Linked DNA regions of Drosophila melanogaster: region 2 is linked to region 1. The links are chromatin contacts, called in public HiChIP or PLAC-seq maps. All regions are on one chromosome and are shown on one strand. The core of a region is the stretch at or near the end of the contact, and the rest is flanking DNA. Distances in the headings are between cores, read along the strand shown.

Region 1 (7,152 bases), core at 4,132-6,631:
CCACTTCTGACTTCTGACTTCTGTATTCAGAATTGAGAAGAGTTTAGCATATGAATAAAGCCGCACCGCACCGCCCCAAAGAGTCCGTCCACTTCCACGTTTCGTCTCGTCTCGTCTGAGTTCGAATACGCATCTGAATGTGAATTGGAGTCCCATATTTATATGCAAAACAACAGAATCGATGATCCAGCATTTGCCTTGACCGTCAAGATGGGAGCGATGATGCCACCGACGCGGCGGGGCCAAACGATAATTAAAAGAGTGTCGTTAAAAATAAAATATAATGGACTTATGTAAAGCGATGTTACACGCTCCAACTCCAAAATGGCCACAAACGCGATAAGTCGGCTCACAACAAATGGCAGCAAATAAATAAAAAATCATTAAGATAGGCTCGCGGAACGGCCAGATAAGTCGACCAACTTTTGGGCCGACCCGTTCAACTGGGGATGCGGACTGGGGATGGGGACCAGAAACTAAACACCAAATAAAGCATTCGAATGGACCCCGAAGACAATCAAGCCGAGATGAAACCAGCTTGTGCTCTATGGGCGGTTCTGGCCTTTTGATGTAAGCCCACCACCATCAGTCAGTTAAACAAATTTGTATTTCCCAAAATATCCAAATAATTTGTTGAAAAATTCATTCACGACCTGCGCGCAGCAGAGACACTCGCACACACAAGATACAAAATCGATAGAAAAATCACCAGATTCAACAGATTCACCAGAATGTGAAGAAAAATTGGACAGGTAATTATTAGAGGTGTTTTCGCCTTGAGTGGATTAGCTCGGCTGGCGGGAATGGACACTGGCCCCCAATTATGCTAATACCACGCCGAAAAAGGCCGCTAAAATCCATATTTAAATTATTAACATAGAAACCGCGGCTGGGCCAACGCCGAATTCGGTGTCCAAAAGCAACTCCTAGCCAGATTGAACATGTTTAACATTAATCTTGACTGATAAATTAAAAAGGAATTAATTAAGATGAGCAATCACTTGTCAGGCCCGGAATGCTTTGATCATATTTTCCTACACACTTCCTATGGCTCAGATGTAATTAATTAGCGTGGTAAACAATACAAATATGATTACTACTTATAAGTCAATGATTAATTTATAGGCAAGGTGGCTTGTAGTCGTTAACTTTTATGTTTAAGGGATCTACAACATTTTTGAAAAGTGTTCAAATGCTTAGAAATCAGAATAGAGTATGTCAGTGTCGGCTCTCTTGCTCGAAATAATTCCCTAGAGTTTTATAAGTATTTTTTTCATCATTTTGACAGTTTTCGTTTGCTAGAAAATGAGCAAAATTGCTTTTATGGGGAACGTGGGTGGTTTCCCGAGGGGAGGGGTGGGGGATGCGGGCCTTCGCAGAAGTGTTTGCATTCAGATCACGTATATATCTTTTGGCGAAAAAAATTGTATTAAATTCAAAATAACCAGCTTAAAGCATAAGCACAGCACCCCAAAGTCACGCCCCGGCATCACACCTAAAATTATTTGCTCGTTTTCTGGCCTTTTTACTGCCTGTGGTTTATTTCTATTTTGTTCTCTGACGGCATTAATATTCCGACAAATTATTTGTCACCCCATCCACCATGCAAAGGGCTGCAAGGACACGCCCTACTCATTTGCATGAGAATCGGTATACAGAATGATGGTTATGTGTGGCATTAATCACGGGTAGACGAGCTGAATATTTTACGATCATTAATCGTCGTTGGTCACAATTCGATTTTCTTCGGGGTCTTCGGGGGTTATCCATCTAGTTTTGGGTGGATGGATGGTCATATACTCGTCGCATATTCGACAGCACCCACATATTGAGTGGTACTTTTTAAGCAACTGACAAATTGAGCATTTCAGTCATCTTTTCTCTACTTTTCTTATATTTTTCTGGTGTCACTGAACTCTTCAAATTTTCATCGTTATACCCTTGCTAAGGGTATATTGCTTTCAGTCAGGAATTTGCAACGCAGTAAAGAAGACAATCTACAGCCTTTCGCTTTTGATCAGAAACGGACAACCTTATCATATCATATAAAATGTCTAGCAAATCAATGAAAAACTAATCCCAGCTTAGTTGTTTTTTAATCATAATGCGTTCTAATTCGGTACACACCAAATTTGTGATTTGACATTCGATTTTAATTTGTTCAAACTCTGCAAATAATTACTGCAAGGGTGTATAAGTTTCGGTTTTCCGAAACTAGCATATTTTTTTGTTTTTATTTAAAGTAGACGAAATAAATTGAAAAAAGAGAACAGAGAAACACGCGCAAAGCGACGACGTACGACTCAAAAAAAAAAACTAAATAAATAAATAAAAAAAAAAGACAAAACGCGAAACAGAAACAAAAAGCAAGAAAATAAATATTCAAATTCTACACATTGTGAAAATTTTATTGTCGAAATACAAATTGGACGGCGCAGCCTTACTTACATGCATGTATTTCCCGACTTCTCAGATTCTAGGCGCCACGCGAAAAACTAGAAAATCTATTTTCGAAACATTCACAACAGCGAGTGAATCGAGTCGCACCGCACTGAATATGTCACAATTACTCATGTGCTTCTAAAATGCCAAGCGATGTGCATACGAGTTTATACATACAACCCAAATAGACAGTACATCCTATTCCCATTCGATCCCGAGGGGGTTACGTTGCCACACATGGCCCGTTATCAGTGGCAGTTGGGCCTACAGACTTCACCACTCGCGCACCCAACATTATTATGCATTATTATGTATTCATGGACCGGGGGATCGTGTCGTTTTTCACATTTTACATTGCCCGCCAGGCGGACGTTGATAAAATTCTAATGGCCTGTAAGCCAGCTAGCCAGTTAGCCAGTTAGCCAGCTTGCCAGTTAGCCAGTAAGCCGTGATTTAGGCATGTTTCCATTCACGTTGTTGTCACGTCCCGAAACAAACGCTTTTCACACCTTGTTGAGCTCTGTAAATCGTAGTTATGTGCTGTTTCCACCCAGGTCGTGTGTAACTGCAATACCATTTCCTTAAACCGAACTTGAAAATGTTTATCGAAATTTGCATCTTAATTCGTCGTCTGCCTCGCACTAATGGGCAAAAAAAAGTTCGTACCCAATCCTGTCTGGAATATGGAATATCAGTGACATCCAGACAGGGGCGTCTTTGTTCTTTATCTCTATTAGATATCTTTTATGTTCTTATCTCCTGTGGGACATGTGCTCCCGATGCTGCAGAATCTTTCGCTTTCCCGAAAATTGTTGCTGCAGAGCTAGAGCAAGATAGTGGCAACCTGGCGGAAACACACGTCCGACATACATCAGCAGACCCTGTGTGACGCAAATGGATGGATTATGAGTCAGCTAAAGAAGTGGGAGCTGCAAACCCAAACCAAAAGGAATAGTTTGATGACCAGATTGCTTGATATATGAATGCACTTCGTGGAGGCGCTCTGGCGCATTTGGATCGAAGTGCTTCGAACACGTTGCCATCTTCAGTCTGTTTGAAGCTGTCGAACGGTGAGGTTGCCGAGAATCCTATCGTGGATCCAACTTGGGATCCAGATTCACATTTCCGCTGCCGCGTGCGCGGTGCTTCGTGGCCAGTGAGGCGTGTGAATTCAAATGCGGTGGTCAACGCTTTGGTTGTCGCTTTCTTTGTGTCGCCAGTGGTATTTAATCAAAATCGAATAGAGAGCCAGAGTGGCGGCAAAAGCAACAAAACAAAAAAAAAAATGAAATGAAATGAAATGAAACGAAATAAAACAATGCGGCATACAAAACGAGACGAGCACACCAAAATATCGGCAAATCAACCGAAATTATAAAAGAAAGGAAAGAACTCGACACATTGATGTGGAATCAATGCAATAAATTAACTTAAATTTGGTTTTCGCTTGGCCAGCCGATTTCGATAAAGTAGAAAAAAAAGAGAGAGAGAGACAGAGACGAATACAAACACAAATAAATGAAAAATCGTTAAAATCCCGGTCTGCGAATTCGATCAGCCCACGAAATTCGATGCGGCGGACTAGGCCTCCAAAAATATTTATACTTATGTAGAGCTCGGATTTAGGACCTACCTGTCTGCCCAGCAGCGGACCCTTGCTGATGAAGTCCTTCTTGGCCGAGTAGAGCTCCGGCGGTGGTCCTTTCAGCGAATACCGCAGGCCGGACTCCCCAAGGTCGTCCGTCGTCCCACGCAGACAGCGCTCAAGGGCACGCTCATCCTCGTCGTCATCGGAGGCGGTGGCTGAGCAGGCGGATGATACGCAAGAGGAGGAGCACGCGAAGGAGGTACGATCCCGAGCACCGGGAGATTCGCAGACAGTGGTACTATTCGTGCCAGTGCTGTGACCAGAAGTTGTGGACCGCAGTGTGGTGCTGGGATACGCGAAGGCGGGCAGGTCCGACAGCAGGCGATGGCACTCGACCTCCTGGCCGCCGGCGGGCGATTTAAGTGAACCGGCATCCGGCATGGACATGGCGATGACCAGATAAGATAGCGATCTCCAATCTCAGAAATCCGAAATCCCAAATGGCACGTGCAAAAATGCGCGCGAAAGAGCAACAAAATCCACAGTATGCGTATATACGGCTATACGTATATCTTGTAGATATATGTATCTTTACACTTATGTTGGCTCTATGGCTCTTTGGCTCTTTGGCTTTTTGCTTATTTTGTTAATTGAAATGCGACAGTCTCGTTCCGTTGCCGTGGGCACCGCACCCGCCAAAAAATGCGAAAATACGAACGAACAGAAAGGCAAAGACTACGGCTCGTGGGTATTAAAACGACTCACACTTATGGCTGCGATTAGCTAGATAAACTACTTAGTACTGGAGCCATTGTACGATCTCATGATGAATCTTTTTGCCGAATCACAGAATTTATTCGCAGTTGCGGTTGGGTTTTGGCCAATGTTAAGCTTGAACTTCACACATCGCGCCGAATGCATTCACTTTCGAGCTGCACCATTAACTTGGCCACCGTTGGCATTCTGAGTTGCTGGCTTTCTTTTCGCTTTCGGCCAGCGGCTATTTTTGCAAACTTTTCGGTGGCGAAGGTTGTCCCACAACTGAGCACCATGTCAGAGTTCACAAGAACACGCCGATCGTTTGGCATCGGCATCGCTATCGCCATCTGGCCGACATGGCTGGTCAGGATACGGAATACACTGGCGCACTGGGATGAATACGTATTCAAATTCGAATTAGAAATCGCAACTGGATTAATATTACAAATGGAACTTTAGCAATTGTCTGATACTACCGCGCGCGCGCAAATAAATGAAACGGACGAGAACGAGCCGATGGACCAGACCAATGCTGCGAACCAGAGAATTTGTATCTGTATCTGGCGATGTTTCGTTTCGGCTCGCTTGAGTTCCCGCTGCGGACTGAACACTGCTCGCCGAACAGCAGTTGGTAGCGGACGTTCCGCCGTACCGCCAAGCAATCTGAGATCGCGAACATATATCGCTCCGAAAGCTAAAAGCGGTTCTCTCGCAGCTATATGCTGTACAACATACATACATACATATGTACATATGTATGTACATACTCGTATGTAGGCACGAGTATAGGGATATGGGTTTGCTGAATGGGCTTAGGATTTCGATTCCGAAGGAGTGTTTTAGAGAGATTAGAAATACGTCAGAATCATATCAGTACGCAGAACAGCCGGCTTCTCTGCGCAGAGAGCGCTGTGGCGAAAAGAGAGCCGAGCGCGGCTTAAAAGAGCACTCGAACGCTCTCTTAAGTGCGCCTCTGCTTACTCAATATTTTTGCACATGTGAGGATTAAGTGTGTGGACATAATTATCATCGGATAAGATAAGGTGTGTTAGCATAGTAACAATCTTTGCATCTAGAGTATCTGCCTTTTCGGATGAAATAATATAAATATTAAAAAAAAAAAAAATAGGCTTATGCTGCATGCTTTATTCAGTAATAGTTTTTAAAAGTAATCAAAATTTGTAAACATGTTCACACTTGTGTGATACCAACCAATTTGAGTAAGTATGTACTTGAGTAAATAATAAAACTCTTTTTACTTATGACTTATTTTACTAGCCTATGCATTACTAATCGCACCGAGCAGTACTAAAAACTTTGAATACGAATTCTTTTGAAATAGAGGATAAGACCCTGGGCATTACCAGTGGTGCACTTCCGGAAGAAGTCATTTCGGAAGAAAAAAAGGAAGTTGATGATCACAGAGAATGGTACAATGATGACTAGCTCATCAGTATCAAAAAAAATTCTTTTTTTGACGTAAATAAACTGACACGACAGCCTTTACTCAGAAATGCGACAAATATAAAGATATATCTAAATAATCTACACAAGCTGAACAAACATATCGTAATAGTTTAGATAGGCAAGTGTAACTGATTTGTCTCAAATTGGTATCATTATAAACAATACTTTATACTTTATACTTTATATTGTCTCATTTGGGCATAGAGTGTGCGACATCTGCCGGATCCCAGCCCATCCAATGTGGGTCAAGATCAATCTACTGATCGCGTCAGTGAATAAAAATAGTAGCCATTCGCTCCATTATTTGAACGCCGAGAACTCTTCCACATAAATGTCTTCTGTGCCAAATTACCATATGTAGCAATTGACCCTATTGTATACTAAATATTTTCTTTAATCAAACGCAGCAATAAGAATTAATCAATTAAAAGACCAGAGCTCGTTTGCCAAATTAAAGTATAGTTGGAAATTAAAAATCCATTTCGCCGCCGTGGAGGTCGGCGAAAATTTAAAAATATTCCAAAATACGATGATGCATATTCATATACTACGGATGTTGCGAGAATGGTGGACTAATGAAAAACATCTCAAAAGATTCCAGGAAGAGCGTTCTCCATGCAACCATGCAATCGGCAACAAAACGCTTGTTTTGTAATCAACAACAAACAGCCGGCATCCAAATGATGCCAACATAAAACAGCAGCCATAACAGAACATCTTACAAAATAGCCCTAAAAGTCTGGAGGGGGCAAGTGAGTTCCCCAAGAAGGCTGTTTGTATTACACCGAACTAATCATCATGCCCTGTAAGCAATGTTTACACAGCCACTAAACAAAATAAACGACTCCTAGCTGGAGTCTCTCCCCAAGTCACTAATAAATTGCTCAGTCTAGCAA
Region 2 (6,713 bases), core at 2,752-5,251, 36 kb before region 1:
ATTTACTCGGCATTTGTCAGCTTTTTATTTCTTTCGAGATTTTCCCAAGCTTGATAAATTGTCGGCGAGAATTTCAATGTTGTAAAGTTGTATAGGCAGTATTCTAAGCTTGTGAGTTCACACCGTTGCCGATTGATCGATTCTTTTAACATATTTTACTCAGCTGGGTGAAAGTTTGTGTGATAAAGCCACCGACTGTTACATATAGAGATGTAAATCATCTTTCCATTGCGGATACATCGAGTATACCGTATCCACATCCACTTCAAGTAGGGATGCAGAACCTGTCGAAGATCCATTTAGTCATCCAGTGCTCAATCTTGTGTCGCATGACCACGACTTTCGACCAACTAATAGGCCCGAATTTGTATTTACATGCTAATGAGCAACGGAATATTTTGTTTCTACTGAAAACGAAAACGCATTTTATTGCCAAACGATGATCTTTGTCAATAGGAGAGCTAATAGATTTAATTGGACGGCTGGTTCGTTATATAAATCTCGACCGGGCCAGAACTGCTGGGGGAAAAAGAAACGAGCTAAGATGTATCGCGGCTAAATGATTAATGCAGCTAAGAGTCGAGACCCCAAAAGCCAAAATCGTATTTTCACTTTTTAATAATTAACATAAAATTATTAAGAAGACGGCGAAGAAGCTGTGCAGAGGGCGAGGCAGAACGAGCGAAGATGCCGAAAACGATGCCAAACGCATTAAGCGCCCAGCCACAAAGACAAGGCAAGGTAAAGAATAAGCCAAGAAAGTTGTAAAATCCGAGCAGGAAAAGAGATTTCCGAATTTCATAAAGTCTCGCAAAGAACCAGAGCCAGCTGCCGTATGACTAACAAACCAAAAATATAAGCCAAAGAATTTTAAGTGAAATGAACATTTCCCGAAAGCAGCCAACGGGGTCTGACCCAATTACCCATTTAAGCCCAAAGTCCAAATTGATGTGGTAGCGGAGAAGAAATGGCCAAAAGAACGAGAAGAAGGCGATGGAAATGGAAATCGGAGATGGAGCTGTGGGGAAACCGAGGCAGAAGACGAGTAACAGTTATGTGACGGGCAGACAATCGAAAGTTTATGTCATGCTGCCGGCAGCAACGCAGCAGCAACAGCAACAGTAACAGCAACATGCAGCAAACGAAAATCCGACAACCATGGATGAGCAGATCATTTGTTCTTCTAAATGCTCAATCCAGATTGATTTTTCGCTACCCCTTTAATGAGCGAGTATGGAATCTGAAAGTAATATCTCCGTTGGCAGTGAATTTTTCCCCCGCACAGCAACGCAGCGGCGAGTGAAATATAAAACAATTTTTCGAAAGTCATGCCACGAAATAAATAAATGGTTCTTGTATCTACACACGTATCTCGCATAGGCCTACAACTTCAATGAGAGCAGCCAAGCTGCAAGAAAAGAAAAAGTAACTTCGCACTCATACATACACACTTACATACGCATACATACTATAGACACACATACACGTTGCTGACCAGCAAATCGAAAAGATAGCCGAAAAGAGAAACAGAAAATAAAATAATAAAATCGAAACATGAAACATTCTGATTGTATGGGCCAAAAAGTGGGTCAAGCTGCGCGGCCGCTGCTCAGCCGCAGCCTCAGTCGGCGTCGTCATCGCCAACGCGCTCGTGGCTCAGGTTTTGGCTTTAACTTTGCCTGCGGTGATGATTGTGGTGGTGCTGGTTACCATGGCGGTGATCATGATGGTGGTGGTGCTGGTGAAGTGGCTGTGGCTGTGGGTCTGGGTCTCGGTCTCGGTCTCCAGCGGCGCGCTCTGCCCGTGAAACGAGCACCAACACAGACGCAAGACGAAGTAAGAAAATAAGCCCGACTCCGCTGACGGAATACTAAAGTATCTGCGTCCACTTGCACTTTCTTTTTCGAGCTCGCCTCGGTTTTGCTTTTCTCATTCTGCTTCTGCTTCTATTTCTGCTTGAGGTTCAGGTTCGGGTCTTAAGTCTTTCGTTTTGGAGCACGTTTCTGTCGCTTGGCTTTCGCTTGGCGCTCTTTCACCGACAATAGGTGCGCTAGCGGAAACGGGTTCCGTCGAGCTTTTTTTTTCAGGGGCCCGTGCTGGAGCTATTTCAATATATTATTTATCTTCGGAGCCATTCGATGTGTCATATTCTCTTCTTTTCAGATAGAAAATCATAAACTCGTTTAAATGCTGTTAAGTGAAAGACCATTCGCTGTGCATTACAGCGCCATCTATGATTGGCTTTTACTTCAGCCGAAAAGTATGCTAAGACTTGCATGCTTTTAGTTTATGGTTCTTGTCTCGACTACGAAATATTCAAATAAATAAATCGTGGGAAATTCTTACGTACATCAATACAAATCCAATAGAAATTATTCCTGAAACCGTACAAATAGGTATACAAATATTTAACGATGTTTACATAATGTTATAGTAATTAAATTAATTAATTACTAATTTATCTTTCGATAGAAAGAGAACAAAAGTGTGCAGTAGAAGTGTAATTTTTAAAAAAACACTTAAATTTCTAAAATATTTTTCACAATTATATCAATTTGCCGAAATAAAAGTATAATTCAGAAATATCTAGAATGCACAATAGGCAAATTTAGTTAAGATATGAATTTTTAAATAAATGGTGAGCCCAATCAATTCAGTGGTTGAATGACTTTTCATAAATTAAAAAATAAAGATAAGAATGGTGAACAATTCTGTTCGCAGCCACTAACCTCTTGCTCAATACACGATGTCAATCAAGGCAATTACCAAATAAAACGCTTTGGGAATGCCACCAATTCACTTCCGAGCAATCAGATCCTATCTTTAGACCAACCGCATTCGATTATTCATGTGGGCAAGCAATAAAAACGTAAATAGAAAGAAGTAAAAAATAATTAAATCTACATAAAAGGATAAATACAGTTCGATTGAGAAAATACATTTTCGCTCGGTCTGGCTGGCAATGGTTGGTTAATTGCACTGATAAATGGTCGGCACGGTGATTTCGCATCTTCGGGATTGCATCGGCGCCGCAATGCAAAGTGCAGCAGCATTCTGTAGAATGCGATTGCAAATGTGGATGCAGCTTCCTCGAGCACCGCGCGCGGAGATCTCGATCAACCTTGATGTTGATTTATAGGTGCCGCTCTGCTTGGCGCGTCTATTTTAGATTCGCCTCGCTGCGTGCCCGTTGAAATGTCCCATTCTCCCAGTCCCTGCCGCGGATGCCAATTGTCTTGCGTCGGTCCTTCTAAGGTCCGTTTCTATTTTCCGAACTCTCAGCACCGAATGAGTCGTCCGCCGCAGCAGTCGCCCATTGGCAGCAGGATTGGGACAGAGATGGGGACGGAGATGGGGCTAATTGGCCACTCGAGAGTGCTGATTGCCGTTTAGATGGCCCATGCTCCGACTATCACGCACCTCTGCTAATCACTCGGCTATGGCGTTCTCTTATCTTTCGAGAGCTTTCTCTCTCCTGGCACTCCCTACAAATAATGAATAGGGTCCTAAGATTGATAGCTTACTTCTATCATATATTGTCAATTAATTAAATATTTCTAGGATTAAATATGAACTGAATTGAAGATAAAGTTTATCTTCTACTACATAGTTATTTAAGCTGTTATATGTTATGAGACCCTTTTCTAGGATTTGTACCTACTAACAATGTGAAAAAAATATAAAATGTCATATTTTCGTAGTTTGGAAATTCCCTCGTTTATTGAATTTATTGGTAATCTTAATAAATGATTCTATGCTTTATTAAGTATTTAATTGTGTGGCTTCCTTTTTTTGTGAAGCGCATTAATGAGTCGTCTTCGTGCAATGAGGCATCCAAACTTCTGACATGCTCGGCCAGAAGTCTGAAAACTGCTTATATGGATCGATTGTTCCGCAGCACTTTCGCTCAATCTTTTTCTCAGTGCCGCACTGGCATCCAACTCAAATCGCTTCGAGGGAGAGCCGAGATATAAAGGCAGGACAGACCGATCGGCGTGCCATTTGTTGTTGAATCTAGTTGTCAACAGGAATCGAACGTGCGACTCTATCCAATTTTTCTCCTTTCGTTGACCTAAAAGGTGTGTGAGTGCGACCTCAATGTCGAAGGATCCAAGGATTATTACAGAAAAAGCCAAGAGGACTAAGGATATTAAAACTCTTTTTAATAAGTTCGGATTGTTTGATGGATTTTTCTACAAGTCACTAATCGGTCTTCGAAAGTTCAATATCTAAATATAAAGTGAAGAGTAATTGCAACGAAACGTATTTTCAATTAATTTGATACGTTTAAATTAAGTTCTATGAACTATTCTTTTCCGATATTTATAGAGCACTGATTTAGTTTCAAGTGAATAACCATATTAGCATGAGTCAAAAGGAAATGGAATATACCAATTTTGGCAATTTTTCATGGTTTTATTTACTGAAATGTGCTCAAATGGACAATAGAGTTTCACTTCACTTCTTCAATATCTTAAAAAGTTAAATATTTTCTTGAGACACAAATTAGTTTTCTATGTTGTCATTAAAGTAGTAGAATTTAAAGAATTGAGATGTAGGTGGGAGCTATAAAACTTTACATATATAATCGACAGATCGAGCTAACCGAGTGCACTTCCATCTCCCTTCCAGATAAACAACTGCCAAGATGTGTGACGATGATGCGGGTGCATTAGTTATCGACAACGGATCGGGCATGTGCAAAGCCGGCTTCGCCGGTGATGACGCTCCCCGTGCTGTCTTCCCCTCAATTGTGGGTCGTCCCCGACACCAGGGTGTGATGGTGGGTATGGGTCAGAAGGACTCGTACGTGGGCGACGAGGCGCAAAGCAAGCGCGGTATCCTGACGCTGAAGTACCCCATCGAGCACGGCATCATCACGAACTGGGACGACATGGAGAAGATCTGGCATCACACCTTCTACAACGAGCTGCGCGTGGCCCCCGAGGAGCATCCAGTATTATTGACCGAGGCTCCACTGAACCCCAAGGCCAATCGCGAGAAGATGACCCAGATCATGTTCGAGACCTTCAACTCGCCGGCCATGTACGTGGCCATCCAGGCCGTGCTCTCCCTGTACGCCTCCGGTCGTACCACCGGTATTGTGCTGGACTCCGGCGATGGTGTCTCCCACACCGTGCCCATCTATGAGGGCTTCGCCCTGCCCCACGCCATTCTGCGTCTGGATCTGGCTGGTCGCGATCTGACCGATTACCTGATGAAGATCCTGACGGAGCGCGGCTACAGCTTCACCACCACCGCCGAGCGTGAGATCGTGCGCGACATCAAGGAGAAGCTGTGCTACGTGGCTCTGGACTTCGAGCAGGAGATGGCCACCGCTGCCGCCTCCACCTCGCTGGAGAAGTCGTACGAGTTGCCTGACGGCCAGGTGATCACCATTGGCAACGAGCGCTTCCGCTGCCCCGAGGCTCTGTTCCAGCCCTCGTTCCTGGGCATGGAGTCGTGCGGCATCCACGAGACCGTCTACAACTCGATCATGAAGTGCGACGTGGACATCCGCAAGGATCTGTATGCCAACTCTGTGCTGTCCGGCGGTACCACCATGTACCCTGGTAAGACAAATCATTCGCTTCAGCAGTTGCACTTGTGCTTAATCCTTTGGTGCACTTTCAGGTATTGCCGATCGTATGCAGAAGGAGATCACTGCCCTGGCCCCATCGACCATCAAGATCAAGATCATTGCGCCACCCGAGAGGAAGTACTCCGTCTGGATCGGTGGCTCCATCCTGGCCTCGCTGTCCACCTTCCAGCAGATGTGGATCTCGAAGCAGGAGTACGACGAGTCCGGCCCCGGAATCGTTCACCGCAAATGCTTTTAAGTCTTTCGCCCGCCGCGAAAGCTCTTCAAAGGCAGCAACCAGCAGCGACCAACAAGCACCCATCGAGCTACCCAACAACCTCGGCTCGGACAGTGATAGACAAAAGCAGCGAACCCATCGCACAACAATTATCATCCAACTCAGATTCACAGCAGATAATCAGAGGCAACCTCCGGTTGTCGGTGCTCATCCTTCATGGCCATTTCATCGGCAGCGGTATAGCGGATTTTTACTTTGAAGAACTAATCGTAAGAGTCGTGGCTGTGCTCCATGTCGAGTAGCAATCAAATGTATATGAGGAGCTTTTAACCCTAGTCAGTGAATTGAAAGCCAAATATATCTTCCATTAAAACTATTAAATATTTTAAATAAATACATTTTTCTATTACCCGCCCCCCCCCCGTGTACTGAAAAGCCCTGGAGGTGCGAACCACGTTTGGTTGGTAACAGCTTTAAATTCCTTTTAATTGACATTAAATTAATTGTTAACATTGGTTTTGCATTAGCCTAGCTAGTTAAATGAAAATACAGCGAGGATACTTGGTACCGGGACTTAGGCGATTTGGGATACAATCGATTGAACGTTGAAAATCTGGCAGTGATAACAATCAATCAAGAGTGTTAATTCGATTTGATGAATAGTTTGGTTTGGCTTGTGCGATCGGGGGGTATCCTAAATAATATGAGTATTCGTTTTAGTTACACATACATTTGCTCCCAACTTCTCTCTCTCTCTCTTAACTAACTAATTGCGGAGCTAAGCTAATACAACTATTGTACAGACCGGCATTGCACTAGTTTAGCCGAGCTCTTCGTTTTCGGTGAGTGATGGATGGATGGATGCCCTAGGCTTGTTTCAGGGAATAATCGGAA

Evidence for each region. HiChIP or PLAC-seq counts read pairs in DNA pulled down with a chosen protein or histone mark.
Region 2: an RNA polymerase II HiChIP or PLAC-seq map of the Kc167 cell line shows a contact between it and region 1, with 4 times the contacts expected there. The contact joins the promoter of Act88F here to the promoter of AdamTS-A in region 1. A contact is called at or near these places in 1 of 1 datasets of contacts at CTCF or cohesin (the Kc167 cell line), 64 of 107 Hi-C or Micro-C datasets (the Clone 8 cell line, the Kc167 cell line, the ML-DmBG3-c2 cell line and 22 more) and 2 of 6 datasets of contacts at active chromatin or transcription factors (both in the Kc167 cell line).

What each region holds. Positions count from the first base shown.
Region 1 is chr3R:15,470,812-15,477,963 of dm6, forward strand. AdamTS-A (ADAM metallopeptidase with thrombospondin type 1 motif A) reads right to left here and starts at 5,382. Exons shown (of 17, transcript NM_206496.2): 1 at 4,076-5,382. The coding sequence starts at 4,477. It also overlaps snoRNA:Or-ACA9.
Region 2 is chr3R:15,435,968-15,442,680 of dm6, forward strand. Act88F (Actin 88F) reads left to right here and starts at 4,002. Exons shown (of 3, transcript NM_079643.2): 1 at 4,002-4,079; 2 at 4,633-5,573; 3 at 5,635-6,210. The coding sequence starts at 4,649. The coding sequence ends at 5,840. AdamTS-A (ADAM metallopeptidase with thrombospondin type 1 motif A) reads right to left here. Exons shown (of 17, transcript NM_206496.2): 17 at 6,279-6,713.